Linked DNA regions of Mus musculus: regions 1 and 2 are each linked to region 3. A link is a contact called in public Hi-C data. All regions are on one chromosome and are shown on one strand. The core of a region is the stretch at or near the end of the contact, and the rest is flanking DNA. Distances in the headings are between cores, read along the strand shown. Region 1 overlaps Cacna2d3 (calcium channel, voltage-dependent, alpha2/delta subunit 3). Region 2 overlaps Cacna2d3 (calcium channel, voltage-dependent, alpha2/delta subunit 3). Region 3 overlaps Gm35164 (predicted gene, 35164).

What was found. A called contact is a pair of places that touch in the nucleus more often than the background predicts.
Region 1: a Hi-C map of liver shows a contact between it and region 3, with 3 times the contacts expected there. The contact joins two enhancer-like sites. A contact is called at or near these places in 3 of 484 Hi-C or Micro-C datasets (embryonic stem cells and liver).
Region 2: a contact with region 3 is called in a Hi-C map of liver, with 4 times the contacts expected there. The contact joins two enhancer-like sites. A contact is called at or near these places in 3 of 39 promoter capture datasets (frontonasal cranial neural crest and liver) and 3 of 484 Hi-C or Micro-C datasets (liver and uterus).

What each region holds. Positions count from the first base shown.
Region 1 is chr14:29,106,178-29,110,729 of GRCm38.p6, reverse strand. All of the region lies in intron 14 of Cacna2d3 (calcium channel, voltage-dependent, alpha2/delta subunit 3), which reads left to right. Among named protein-coding and RNA genes, the nearest start is that of Lrtm1, 90 kb to the right of the region's middle. Within about 2 kb of position 2,024, at least 2 of the 459 cell types and tissues checked have an H3K27ac peak or open chromatin away from gene starts, as enhancers often do. A contact at or near this core is called in liver, where this site is marked.
Region 2 is chr14:28,994,168-28,998,661 of GRCm38.p6, reverse strand. The region is part of intron 27 of Cacna2d3 (calcium channel, voltage-dependent, alpha2/delta subunit 3); the gene reads left to right. Among named protein-coding and RNA genes, the nearest start is that of Lrtm1, 22 kb to the left of the region's middle. Within about 2 kb of position 1,906, at least 6 of the 459 cell types and tissues checked have an H3K27ac peak or open chromatin away from gene starts, as enhancers often do. A contact at or near this core is called in liver, where this site is marked.
Region 3 is chr14:28,650,313-28,654,920 of GRCm38.p6, reverse strand. All of the region lies in intron 1 of Gm35164 (predicted gene, 35164), which reads right to left. Among named protein-coding and RNA genes, the nearest start is that of Gm35164, 2.9 kb to the right of the region's middle. Within about 2 kb of position 1,375, at least 7 of the 459 cell types and tissues checked have an H3K27ac peak or open chromatin away from gene starts, as enhancers often do. A contact at or near this core is called in liver, where this site is marked.

The DNA of each region.
Region 1 (4,552 bases), core at 775-3,274, 460 kb before region 3:
TTCTGTTAATCTAGTCAATGTGTTGATCAACTTCAATAAGCAAAGCAGAGGGATGGAGAAGCGAACTGTAGAAGAAATGGTATATTGAAGGAGAATAAATGAATTAGCCTTTGCCCTTGGCCAAGAGCCAGTCTTCCAGTGGAGTTCGCCATTGTGCACATCCCTCCCTTTCAGTCCCAGCCTCCAGGACTGAGCAGATCTGGCAGAAGACTCTGCTGAACCCACCCAGCAGCCCTCAAATGTTCTGCCAAGCAGGCTGCTCTTAACTCACTCCAATGCCCAGCTCACCTCCTCCCTAGGGCTCGGCGTTACCTCCATCTAGCTGCAGGAGAACGAGAGCATCCTGACACTGGCCTGACCAGCTCCCTCAGTATGGAGATTTTTTAAATGGCAAGGCAATCAAATGTCCTTCAAAGTCAGAGGCTGGTCTGCAGCTTGCACTGTGCCTGTCCCGGTGGAGGGCCACACTCAACCTTACCAGCCCCAGGCCTGCCCTTTGCTCTGCCTGTGCTTGCACCTTCATTCTGGTTGGCCAAAGGGGACTTTCAAGATGGCAGCTTCTTACTGATGATCTCAAAGCAGCCAAACTTTTATTCATTATGAAGATTTTTCATAAAATCTTAAGGGCAACATGCCCATCATAAAACACAGTCCCTAGGGATGAAGGCATCTAGAGGCCGTTCCCCCTCCTTGCCCCCCGAAATTCTAATTTACTCTCTTTAGTCCTCCCTCTACCTGCATCTCCCAGGCCCACTCTTCCTTCTCTTCTTATCTACTCCCTCTTTCTCTCTGTTCTCTCCTCTCTCCTTCCCTCCTCTCCTCTCCCCCTCCTTTCCCTCTCCCTTGCCCTCTCTCCCTCTCCTTCCCCAACTCTTTTTTTTCTTTCTTTTTGTCTAACTTACTATCTGTGATGGGGGGCTATGAGCACCACACTTAGGTTCTTATAAGCACCTAACAGAGAGACCATCTTTCCACAAGCTTGAGATAGCAAAAAGACAAAACATCCCAGGGAATACATATCAAATCATGTGTCCAATTAATGAACCAATCTTACAGCCTAGGTGGTGTATACATATGTGTGTATGTGTGTATGTATGTATGTATGTATGTATGTATGTATGTATGTATGTATACATGTATGCATGTGCCTAAGAAACCAACCAGCTGGTCACCTTGCCTTATGTGATAATAGAGAGGCATCGGCTGCTACAGAAACTCTGTGGATGCAAAGGGTGAAGAGAAGTTATCTAAGGGAGAGGTTGATGTCTTCCGGAAGAAAAGGATGGTTTTTAAACTTCTCCCTTGGTACTAGAGCAAGTATCAATAATTTAGGGGGGAAATGGAGGGAAGCAGGAAACTGTTTTCTGCTTATTATGCCAGTGTTCAGGAGACATTTGTAGCTGGCATTTTTCATGTGACTGGTTTCAATAAGTACAAGATGGACACTTGGACCCAAGATGGACTGGAAGAAGACAGTCTCTTTGCTCACTACGGGAGGCCAGCATGGCAGCCCCTACTAGACCTCCTCCATTGGTCCCATTGGTTTGTCTGTCTCTGTTAGCACACTCAGGGTTCCATGGGGGAACCAGCCCAATCTTGTGCTTAGTTATCTTCATAGCACATGGCAGAGGACTCTGCATATAGCCGAGGTTTAAGGGAAGTTCTGAAGGCAAACGATGCATAGCAATGAACAGGCCGGCAGTGAACTGGGGATCTGGTGGTATGATGCCATTGGGGCCACACCCTCGACACTGACCACATTCCTGTCTGGTGCCACCCTTGGAAACAGATGAAGCACCAGGAGTAGAGGCCTGCATGGCTGCCCAGAGCTTGCACACGAGTCTGAATGCACATTCAAAGACACACACACATTGTTAGCTTGGGAAGCTGACAGGAAGCAGTCGATCTGTTGAGCAAGTTTGTATTTTATGAGCCAGATGTTCAGCATTATTACCCATCATTTCCTTTGATTCCAGAATGGCCCCCATTATGTAGCATAGGAAATGAAGGATGCATATGGAATGATGCACACTTACTATCCAACAGCGCGCCATAGCTGAGAAGTTCAGGGGCTGTTCAAAGCTTGCACAAGTGTAACGGGGCAGCAGGTTGCTTTTGGATTCTTGCTTGGACTTAAGTTAATGGGATTTTGCTGAGATGGACCATGGCGACCTCCATCTCTAACTCCTACCCTTTGGGAAATGGATGTAGATTCTGTATCTGCATTTTCCTTGGAAGCCTTAATTATGAATCCTAAGCACTGAATCCCCAGCAGCAGCTACAAGGCTGTGATGGCTGCATCATTTCTGCTTAGAGGTCTGGATAAAAACCATGGGTTGCTATTTCCTGTCCCAGGATGCCCTTTGGTCCTAAGGAGCTTGTGGTGCAAAGAAACTTTCTGATTGATTTTCCACCTCCATGAAATGTTTCAGATGCAAAAGGCCAAACTGATGAGGCTGGGGCTGATGGAGGGGCAGGGCTCTGTCTGGGTTTCTGCTAGTGTTTGAGGCTATGAGATGAGCTGGGTTACAGTGGAAGCCTGCAGCTTGGAGTTCTGGCGAAGCCAGTCTATAAGTGGGCTACAGCTCTTAGCAGAAGAGTACATAAGATTATAGTCCCTCATGTGAACTCTGCCCCCCTGGACTTACTGGGTTTCTTTTGTTTACCTAGAGCTGGTAACAGATCAGTGGCTTTAGTACTGATGCAATAGGATAAGGAGTTTTCTGTTTTGTTTTGTTTTTTGTTTTGTGCTTTGTTTGTTTGTTGATTGGTTTGGTTTTGGGTTTGTTGTTGTTGTTGTTTTGTTTTGTTTTTTCTTTTCTTTTTGCCCTGAGTGACACTGACTCTATATTCTGGCTTAACATTGGAAGTTCCTTTCCCTTGATCTTGCCTTTTGCCAGGGCAATTACTAATGATTTATAACTAACTCTTACTGGTCACAGGGGAAAAGCTTCATTGCTTATTACCGCCAATGCCATGTTTTGGTTGCACCGTGATCCATGTTGGCATTGCCTGGAATTTTGATCTGAGTTGCAAAGGTGGAAGCTGTCCAGGGTTATGGATCAGCTCAAATAAGCGTTGCTGTGCAGCAGTGAGGTTTACTCAAGGAGTTGTGAAATGGGGTGTTTACTTCCACTGGTTCTGCTATTGAGCCACCAATGGCCGCCATGCTATGCTAAGTATTTTTAGCAGAAGTTTAAAATACGTTCCCATAAACAATTACTGTGTTGCATATACTGGCTGACTTGATTCTTGGCACAACAAGAGCTGTCAATGTTGTCTTGAGTTAATGCAGTCTGGTTATTAATATTAGAAAATCATTTACTTACTTATGCTCATGCCCTGAAAGTTACCTGGGTAACAAGCTTATTCATCAGCGGTCTCAGAAGAGACAGAACAATGAAAGAACCTATATAGAGAAAGCATGTGTATAATACACAGTGTGTGTGCATAAGCATATAAAGACATCATATGTGTGTATGCATATGGACATATAAATATGTACATACATGCTTATATGTGGAGGAAGATTTGTATTAAAGCATGTAAGTGTGGAATCTGATAAATATGAATCTGTAAAGCAGATTGGTGTCCTGGAAATCCCAGGAAGAGTTGCTGTTTCAATGTTGAACTCAAAGGCAAATGAAGGCAGAATTTCTTCTTCCTTCAAGGCTGTGTCTTTTCTTTGAAGACCTTCAACTGACTGGATGAGGCCCACCCAGACTGTGGGGGGCCTTCTGCCTTATTCAGAGTCTGCCTATGTAAATCTGAGTTATAGCAGTAAAGGGGTCTTCCCGACCACCATCCAGAATAGTGGCTGGTCAAACGAGTGGACAGATGCCACAGTTAGCCCCTAAGATGCCACAGGTTTCCTGGTCCTTAAAGGCCATGACATTCCTGTCTCACTTTCATGGGGGACCCAGGCTCACTTCAAAGTAGATGCAAGTCTCGCAAGTACCCTCTAATTCTGTTGGGAAAATGTCCTAACATTCAACAGCTTTTCTTTTGTCCTCAAGATTGTCAATAGGGGTAAGATGGGGAAAATCTCCCTGTAACAACGTTCCCTGACTTTTAATCTTCACATGTACTAAATTTTTAAAATAAGGGCTTCTATTTGGAAAGTCTAGCGTGGTCCCTGAAGTTTTGCATTTATAGCAAGAACTGAAGTACGGTTGTCTCAGGGATCACATTGTAAGTAATGAGGTCTATAGGAACCCCAATAATATGCATGATACGTATGATCCTGAGTGAACAGGGAAGCAGGGCTTTGATGGTGCAGACCTGTAATCTCGGCACTGAGCCAAGAAAAGAATCATGAGTCTAAGTACAGCTTGGGCTATGGAAGATCCTTTCTCAAAAAAATAAATCCAGCATTAGAAAAGATGAGCTAAGCTGAGTTCAATGACTTTTGCACAAGAGACTAGGCAATCTGTATAGCTGTCAATCACTTAGATTCTAGCATCGTCTCCTTAGGCAGCCTCTTCCTGCGAAAGAAGTTCTATGGGAATGCACCTAGTTATTCCATAGAACTAATGCCATGAAAAAGTTATAT
Region 2 (4,494 bases), core at 657-3,156, 340 kb before region 3:
GTTCCAAGCACACTAACTTTGAACAGGGAGTGCGGCGCTTTCACAATCACTGAATGACAAAGGGAGGCAGGTTTGGAAGGATCTGTACATGTAGTTCTCAAGAATGTAACTGGGAGCACCTTTAAATGTTCAGATCATCATCTGCCTGCATGGTTCCCAGAGGAACACAGTCTCAAAGGCTTTGATGCTTTCTAATGTTAGCACTAATCTCTCATTGGCAAGCTCTAATCCGGAGCTACACATGGGGTGGGTCTTGGAAAGGAGAGCCTGGCCTCTCTTCTTCAATGCGAGGCAGACCACCTATGGAGAAGATGGGAAAGTCCAGTCGAATACTGCCCACTCTTCTAGACCTTCCTATAACCTCAAGTTTTGAAAGCATTTTTTCCTTGTTCTTCCACTACCCAGAACTCATGCCCTTGGCTTTCTTGCCTAGGGAAAGAAATAGGGACCATTATATCTGGAAAAGCTTAGGTGTATGGTCAATCAAGGGTGATTTGTGAAAACAGTTGAGCCCAGTCATCCGTTAGTGTGCCACCTCATTCTCAACCCTTTGATAAAGTGGAAGGTTTCTGATTGTCATCATTGTGAAGATTAGCAAACAGCACTTCTTGGGAATATATCTTTGCCTCTTCTTTTTTTTTTTTTTTTAAAAAGATGTTTGTTTTTATTTCATGAATATGGGTGTTTTATCTGCATGTGGGTCTGGACACCAGGTGAGTGCCTGGCTGTCCTGGAGACTAGTAGTGGGATTTAGGTATCCTGGAATTAAAGTGACAGGTGGTTGGTGAGTCACCATGTTGGTGCTGGGAAGTAAACATAGGTCCTCCGAAAAAGCATCAAGTGCCCTTAACTGCTGGGCCATCTCTCCAGTTTGCCATCTTCACTGAATTACTTAGTGTAAAGAAGATGCCAGTGTGTATCTTGCTGGTGAATGCAAAGGTACCGTGCTCCTGACAAGGTTGTACCATCTCCAGCCATACCAGCCTGATCTCCTCTAAGAAGATTGTGTTGTGTGAATCACCGTGTGCTCAGCCAAGTTGGTCAATTGATGGCATCATAGTGCTCTGGTGCTCTGCATTGGGAGGCTGCCTAGAAAGGTGCTCCATTATTCATGGGTAATACTTGCCATGAAGTAAGAAAGGCAGCAAGCATGTCATCAACCTGCCTCCCAACCTACACCTATCCTCCATCAACTATCACATTGCCCCTTCTCCTGTGAGGAGAAGTCACTGACCTAGACTACAGTTGGATATATCAGAATGCTATCCACTGCAGACAACAGAAACCAAATTCAAATGAGCTGAAGCGGATATCTGTAAATCAAAAGGAGCTCATTATTTGATCATCTGAAGTAGACAGACACTGTTTCACATAACTAAAAAGAAAAACGAAAGAAACAAAGTGTTATCTGGTTTCAGGATCTTGGACACAGCAGAAGTCACCAAGGCTCTCAGTTTCTAGTTTTATTTGTGTCAGCCACAGTCTCAGTAGACGCTCTTCTTCTAGTGGTCCCCTGAACCAGCTCAGCAAAGTCAGTGGAAAGGAGAGTTCTTTTTTTATCCCCAAAGTTTCATCTGAGAGGCTTAGAGCTAGTTCCCATTAGCATAGCTTGGAGAACTATCCAGGGCAGAAGAAGGAAAGGATGAATCCCATACCTTGGGGACAGAGAGTTAGCTCTACAGCAGACCTCATGAACTAAAACTATAGGCATATCATTTCCTAAAGGAAATAGTGGGGTATTGGTAAGAGGCAAGGGGCAATACCCTTCAAATAAAGGACTCTATGTTCCCAGACAACAACATGCTCTATGCTCTCCTAGTCCAGCTAGAGTTGGAGCTGTCTCTGAAGACTCTTGGGTAAGCTGCTGACCTTTGCATACCTCTAGTTGCTGGCTTATGAAATAAATAGGCTGAAGTCAATGGTCCATTCCAACTTTCAGCCTTGGCTCATCTATGCCGCAGCTACACCGGCTGCCCTAGGGTTAGCATCCACTATCACCATCCTCAATATGTAAACTGGTCATCTCAGACCTGGATTATGCCGCACACTTACCACCAGCTAGCCTACAAACCTCCCAATATTGTTTAGCTGAGATTTCAGAAAGTTCCAGAACTGGTTTCAGAGGACCACACTCCAGAGAAGTGAATATGATCCGTACCACAGATGCCTCTGCCATGCTGAAAGCTTCCTGCAAGGAAGACTCCATTTGTTTGGTCGAGACAGCCCCCACCAAGCTCCTTTGGTGTGTATACTCTGGGTAAAAGTAATTATTTTTATGAGGCATTATTCATGTCTAGTCTTCCCGAGGGCCACCCCAAATTGCGTTTCCCTAGCTATTAAAGGCTTTAACAGGCACGCAGAACCTCTAGGAGCCTCCTCTAGGGGAAAAAGAGCAGAATTTCTCTTGAAGTCCACCACCTTCAAGGGCAATTTGCTGCCCGTTTCAGGACTAGGCTGAGAGGTTGGCACCTGAAAAAAGGGGCAAAATCTTTTTCTTTCAAGTGAAGCCGGAAAGTGGGAGTCAGGAGAGAAAGTGGGGAGTCGAGAGTGTTTCTCCACCGCGGCTGGAGTCACTTTTTCGTCTTGTTGTGAAACTGGCAAACTTTAACATGCTGAAGCAATGTTTGTCAGAATTCTCTAATTCTGAATATGGCCCTGGCCCAAATGAATGTAGATGTTGTTTTAGTGCTAGGAGAGATTTATTTTAATGTACAGATGTAGCCACTACAAAGGCCCCTTTTAATCTACAGGAGACGGTTCCTTGCCCCCCACCCCCACCCCATTTGCTCTCAGCTGTCCTCCTTTTTTCAGGGACCTGGTGGAAGCTGTGAAACTGAAAGGCATCTGCCTCACCCCATCCCACCTCATCTGTTAAGGTGATGATGGCCCATGATGTGCTGACAAAAATAATTAAGACACTTTGTGAAAGAAAGAGTTAGGAAGGCTCTGTACCCTTCTCCAGCCTGCCCGTGATTCAGAGGCAAGGCTGTCTGATAGGGTCAAATGTGCCCGCACCAGGGCTGAAGTCTTCAGCTCTTTACTATGAGGTAGCTCCCAAGAAAGGGGTTCCCTTATTATTCTGGGGTTCTCTACACACCAAAGGACCCTCTCCTTTCCTGCTTGGCTCTGAGGTGAGACAGTCATACATGGAACTATGACTCGGGTACCAACTTCTTGTGTCTTTATCAGATCCCAGAGGAATGAAAGAGAAGCAGAAAAGAAACATGCTTGTGTGTGAGGTTTACCAAAGCCAGGTTTATGCTTCAGGCCAGGACCAGCAAAGCTACAGGCAAAAGCCAAGGGCAGAGGAGAAGGGATATGCATACGGTGCAGGGGGGAAAGAGATGATGAACTGAGACAGTTCTTCATCCTCTCCCACTCAAGAGCCTCCCCCTCTTGTAATAATATGGACTATCTTGGCTATATTTCAAAATGAAACTAATATAAATTTAACACATTTTCTAATATGCCACTAAAAGTAATCTACAAAATGCCCCAACTATAATATTTTTGTAAGAAACACAAAGAGGATAATTTATAATGGATGCCTTAATATGTAAATATCTTAGATACTATATAAGGAGAAGGCAGACTGGAGTAGCTAGAAGGCATATCTCCACTTTGAAGCAGAAGCCATCTAACACAATGACTTCTCTGTGGACATCACACTCTTGAAAGCCAGCCTGTAGATAAAGAAAAATGGACCCCTTCCCTACTCCCAGGATCACAGCTAAATGTCTAGAGATACTTTGTTTCTACATGTGAATCAGAGTTGGAATCAAGGCTCGGATCTGGACCCAGTTTCCAAATACATTGGCCTCAGGCAATGTGCTCAAAGCTAGGAGATAAATGGAATCATTTATTATAAGGGAATGACCCATAGATTGTGGGACATCTAGACAACATTGGCAATCAGAACACCACCATAGAGTTCCAAAATATCTTCCTGGGAGTAATGAAAACCCCATTGTGAACCAAATAATTAGAAGATAATGAGTAATCAACTTCAGAGTCAGGTTCATGACTCAATCCTTGGTTCTACCAAGTCCTTGGACCTTGGACCTTCATGGCCCTGACTAAGTCACTCAGTGATCTTCTAGCTTTCCTGTGTGTGTGTGTGTGTGTGTGTGTGTGTGTGTGTGTTTATGAGAGAGAGAGAGAGGGGGGGAGAGGGAGAGGGAGAGAGAGAGAGAACACATGGGGTATACATATGAAGGCTAGAGGATATGATGTCAAAAGCTTTCTTCCATCACTCTTCTTGTTTTTTGTTTTGAGACAGAATCTTTCCTTGAACTTGAAGTTCTCTCACTGGCTGGACTTCTTGGCCAATGAGCTCTATATTCTTCAGTTTCTACTCTGCAGAAGTATAGTTATAGACATGACTATTATACCCGGCTGGGGACCCGAACTCAGGTCTTCATGTGCTGCCAACAGAGCCATTTCCAAGTCCCCTACCTTTTTGTTAAAATCAAGAAGCTTTTCCCTCTTGCTGAT
Region 3 (4,608 bases), core at 126-2,625:
CCCACTGGTAAGTTTAGTGTGCGCTCCTCTCTGAATCACTCTCAGAAACATGGACAACAGTGACTCTCCTGCTGAGACTTTCTGGATGAAGTGAGATTTATGCCATAAAGCTCACCTATGATAGAGCGCACAAAGGTACCTGGCATACAGCACCATACTGAATGGTGGACACACAAGCTACAGTTGTACTTCAAGGTCTGGCCTTTCCATTCTGATCTGTCCTCATTTTTCTCTTCCCAACTAGTATAACTGGCTCCTCCTGGCTCTCTCGGTATCAATGCCTTCCTTGAATTCACAGAATATATAGCCAGTGAAAACAACCTTCACTCTCTCTCACTCTCTCTCACTCACTAACTCACTCACTCACTCTCTCTCTCAGTCACTCTCTCACTCACTCATTCACTCACTCACTCACTCTCTCTCTCACACTCACTCTCTCACCAACTCACTCACTCACTAACTCACTCACTCACTAACTCACTCACTCACTCTCTCACTCACTCACTCTCTCACTCACTCAGTCAATCGGGCCCATTCCATAGAATCCATTTCATTTGTTGATGAGATTTTGCCATCTGGCACATGTGACATGCACTTCTGGGTCCAGGTGTTACTAAAATGTTTAACTCTGAAGATTTTATCAAGACTTACCAGTGCCTTTTCCTCAGCAAAATCTGCCTCATTAGGAAGTCATTTTTAAAATTGAGTTTGTACGAAACCCGTCCAAAAGTCTTGTCCAGAGGATGACTCCTAGGCTCTTCATGGTTAGTAAGGTCCGAGGCAAGTGGAAGAAATCATTTATAGGACTCCACTATCAGAAGTCAAAATGCTGAGGTGGGGACTGAAATGTCTTCTTCCTGTTACAGAATTCACCCACTATCTAGGGTACAGAGAGTATTACAATTAGAGCATCTGAAAGCTCACTGAACCAATCAGAACACATCTTCTGATTTCTACCAAGAGATTCGCAGCACAGTAGGTATCAGTTAGCTAGTTAGCATATACCTGCGTAACATACACATGGGTCCTGCCATGCAACAAGGAGGACAGGTACATATTCTACGTATTGGGAAACCGTGTGGTTACCATTCCTGCAGATGTGGTTCTGATACTACTTTCTCCCACAAAGTCCCAGTACCCTTCACTCCCAGCCCTCTATCGTTCACTTCCTGTACCACACAAGCAGTGGTGTGCGGGAGGGAGGATAACCACTAGGGAGAGGTGGTTGTTAAATGTTCTTAACTTTTGTGACCCGCGGGACTTGATAGCCTTCTCTTGGCCCTGCTAGATGTATTTGTACCAGTGAAGGCCACAAAGGCAGCAGACCCAGTCTCCCCGAAGTCCTGAGAGCTGGTTGTTAAATATTTACTAGCACACCATAGCAGAGAGGTTAATCTGCCCCTCCCCCATTCTCCCTTTTCCCACAGTACTCACACTGGCCTGACCCCTACCCCTCAGCTCCAAATCCAAATGACTGTCTCAGAACCACCCAGATGAAACTTCACGCCATGTTTAGCTGTTTTCTCTGGGAGAGTGGTTGGATGCCAGGTCTCCAGTCCCACTGGCAAAGATGCTCTCTCGTCTTTAATGAATTCCACCTGCTGGCCACACCCTGAGCCTTTGGTGGATTTAAGGAAGGAAGTTCTCTTCCAGAAACAAGGACAGTTGATGGGCATGTACAGGCTCTCCCTCCCCCACTCCTGTTCTCACTCTGTCTGCTGGTCTCTGTCTCTGCCTCTCCATGTGTCTCTGTCTCTTCATCTCTTTCTGTGTGTCTTTCCCTCTCTTTTTCCCTCCCTCCCTCCCTCCCTCTCTCCCTCCCTCCCTCCTCCCTCTCTCCCCTCCTCCCTCACTCCCTGTGAAACAAGCATTCTAGTACTGAGCTACATGTTCAGCCATCTCTCTTTTTGTATGTGTGTAGATACAGTGCATGAGCAAATGTACGTGTGCATGTTTACATGAGAGTGGGCACACATGTGTGTACAAGTGCACACACATGTGTATCTTCATACATAGGGAGGCCAGAGGTTGACCTGTGTCATTGATCACTCTCCACATTACATGCTGAGGCAGGGTATCTCAGTTAAGCTCATAGCTCAACAATTTGGCCACTCTGGCTAGCCATTTGTCCCAGATTCCCTCTCTGATTCCTGAGGCTGGGATTACAGAAGAGCCCCCCAAGCCCCTTAGAGCATTTGTCTGAGTTCTGGGGACCTGAACTCAGATTGCCATGCCTATATGGCAAGTGTATCACCCCGGTCTCTAGTAAACTGTTTATCATCACTCTTCTACGTGTTCATAGCCCTGCCCTCCACACTGGGTCATGTGATCAAAGCAGGTCACTTCTAAGAGTCCCTTACCAAACTGTGTGATATGTGGGTGATGTGCTCAAGCAAATTCCTCATGGGCCTAGGGATGGAGATGCACTGGTCCTGGTAGGTCCTGCAAGATGCCTCCTGATCTCATCAAGGACTGACCCCACCATTGGAGATTCTTTGCCACAACATTCCCTCCTCCCTAGATTACTATGATAGAAATACACATGGAGAAAACCAGGCCATAGTTTTGAGGCAGGAGGGCCTCCGACAATTCGCCTCACACTTCAGCAACTTTGCAGTTTATGTTTGTAAACCCCACATATTTACTTGCCCTGGTTTTGTTACAGTAAACTCATTTGGAGTCACCACATAAAAGGGCTTTGTTTACATGGCCTCTGCTTTCAGTTTAGATTCCTGGTTTCATCTATTAAAATGAGCCCAGTTTTATTCTCCCAAAGAATAAGAAAACTCTAAATAAAGCCCCAAGACTTCCAGACGTGGATAACAAACAGTCCCAAGACTCTGTACAAAGGGCTTAAAAAACATGGCTGGTGAAAGAGAGCGAGAAAGAGAAGAAGCAAAAGGAAAGGGAGAGAGGAGACGGAGTGAGGCCTTTACAGATCAAGTTTACCTGGGTACTGGAGCTTAGGGCTTGGGGTTTGTCCAAAGCTTTCCAGCTGGAAAACCTAACAGGGTTCCTTCTGGGAGTAGCTAAGAGTCTGAAACTTATGCTGACTCAGTGGGACTACAATGAGGGTTCTAGGGGTTTACATCTATCTGGTTCCTTACACTCTGGTCTCCAACAGCCAATAAACCTTCAGGGACAGCCTGTGGGATACCTTAGAATTCACCTGTTACTCAGAAGAAAATACTGATGCTTGCAAAGGAAAAACAAAAACAAACAAACAAAAACCTGCTGGTATTGTATCCCATCCTCCTGCAGCGTTATCTAAGTGTATGTATATGTATAGCATATCTTTCTGGAGCACTGAGGAAGCCCCTATTGACATTACTAGACAACTAAGATAGTCAGATTGACAGATACTAGAATCACCTAGGGAATGGGTCTCTGGGCATACTTCTGGGAGATATCTTGATTACACTCAGGTAGGAAGCCCACTGTGGGCAGCACCATTCCCTATGCGAGATCTTGGACTGTACAAATGGAGAAGGGGAATTGAGCAGCACCATGCATCATGGTTCTCTGCTTCCTGAATGTGGATGCTTCAGGTCTCCATCATGATAATGGGATAGGAGAAAGAAAACAAAAAAATAAAAAACAAAACAAAAACAAAAAAACAAAAAAACCCAACCCTTTTCCTATGAGTTGTTTTCCTCAATGCATCTTATCACAACAGTAGCAAAAGGGACTAAGTGACTGTGAAGACTGTTTATTTTTATTTTGTCCCTAGAGCTTCATTCCTCTTTCCAGGTGGTAGAAATGAGGAGGGGCTTCCGAGCATAGCAACTCATAATAAGCACTTGGATGACTCATTTCATAATTTGAAATTCTTGCTGGGGACTCTTAGGGGCACTCCTGATCAGTTTGCTTCTGCTTTCCAGATCTAGCTAATGGCATCTTGGGGTGATCTTTGGGCCCAGGGCTGGAGACTGTAAGCATGTCTGAATGGAGAGAACTGAATTTATTTGCAACAATATCCTGACGAACATATGCCTTTTTCCATCTATAGACTACTATGTGAGAGTTCAGGGGACACTGGCATACCTGAGTATTCTGAGGGGAAACATCCTCTGGGACGTGAGGCTTAATTAAAAAGCATGTGTGAAACAGCACATCATTTATAGCTTTTAGAAGTTTTATTTTCGAGGGTAATCATGTTGAGAGAAATTAAAAAAAAAAAAAGCACGGTCAGAAGTCTTGATGTAGTCTGATGTCTTAGTTACATTGCTGAGGCGACTGCAAAGGTGCAGAACTGGAGATCAGACCAATAGCTGGCTATGAGATGAATGGAGATTGTGGCTTGGGGAGAAGTATGATTACGGACGGATGGGTGATGACGTAATTAGAACTGTGTGTTGACAGAATAATTCCACATCTTGCTTGTGGTGGTAGCAACACACATCTGCTTGTGGAATACAGTCTAGAACTATACACATTCCCCAGTGCCTCTCTGTGGTTTTGATACTGTTGTGTAGTTATATAAGAAGTGACTGCTGGGAACAACTAGGGACAGAGGACAAGGGACCTCACTGTGTCACTATGAAAACATCTTGTAGATCAATGGTTTCTTCAAAAATCAAAGTTTACGCCTCAAAATGGTACCATATA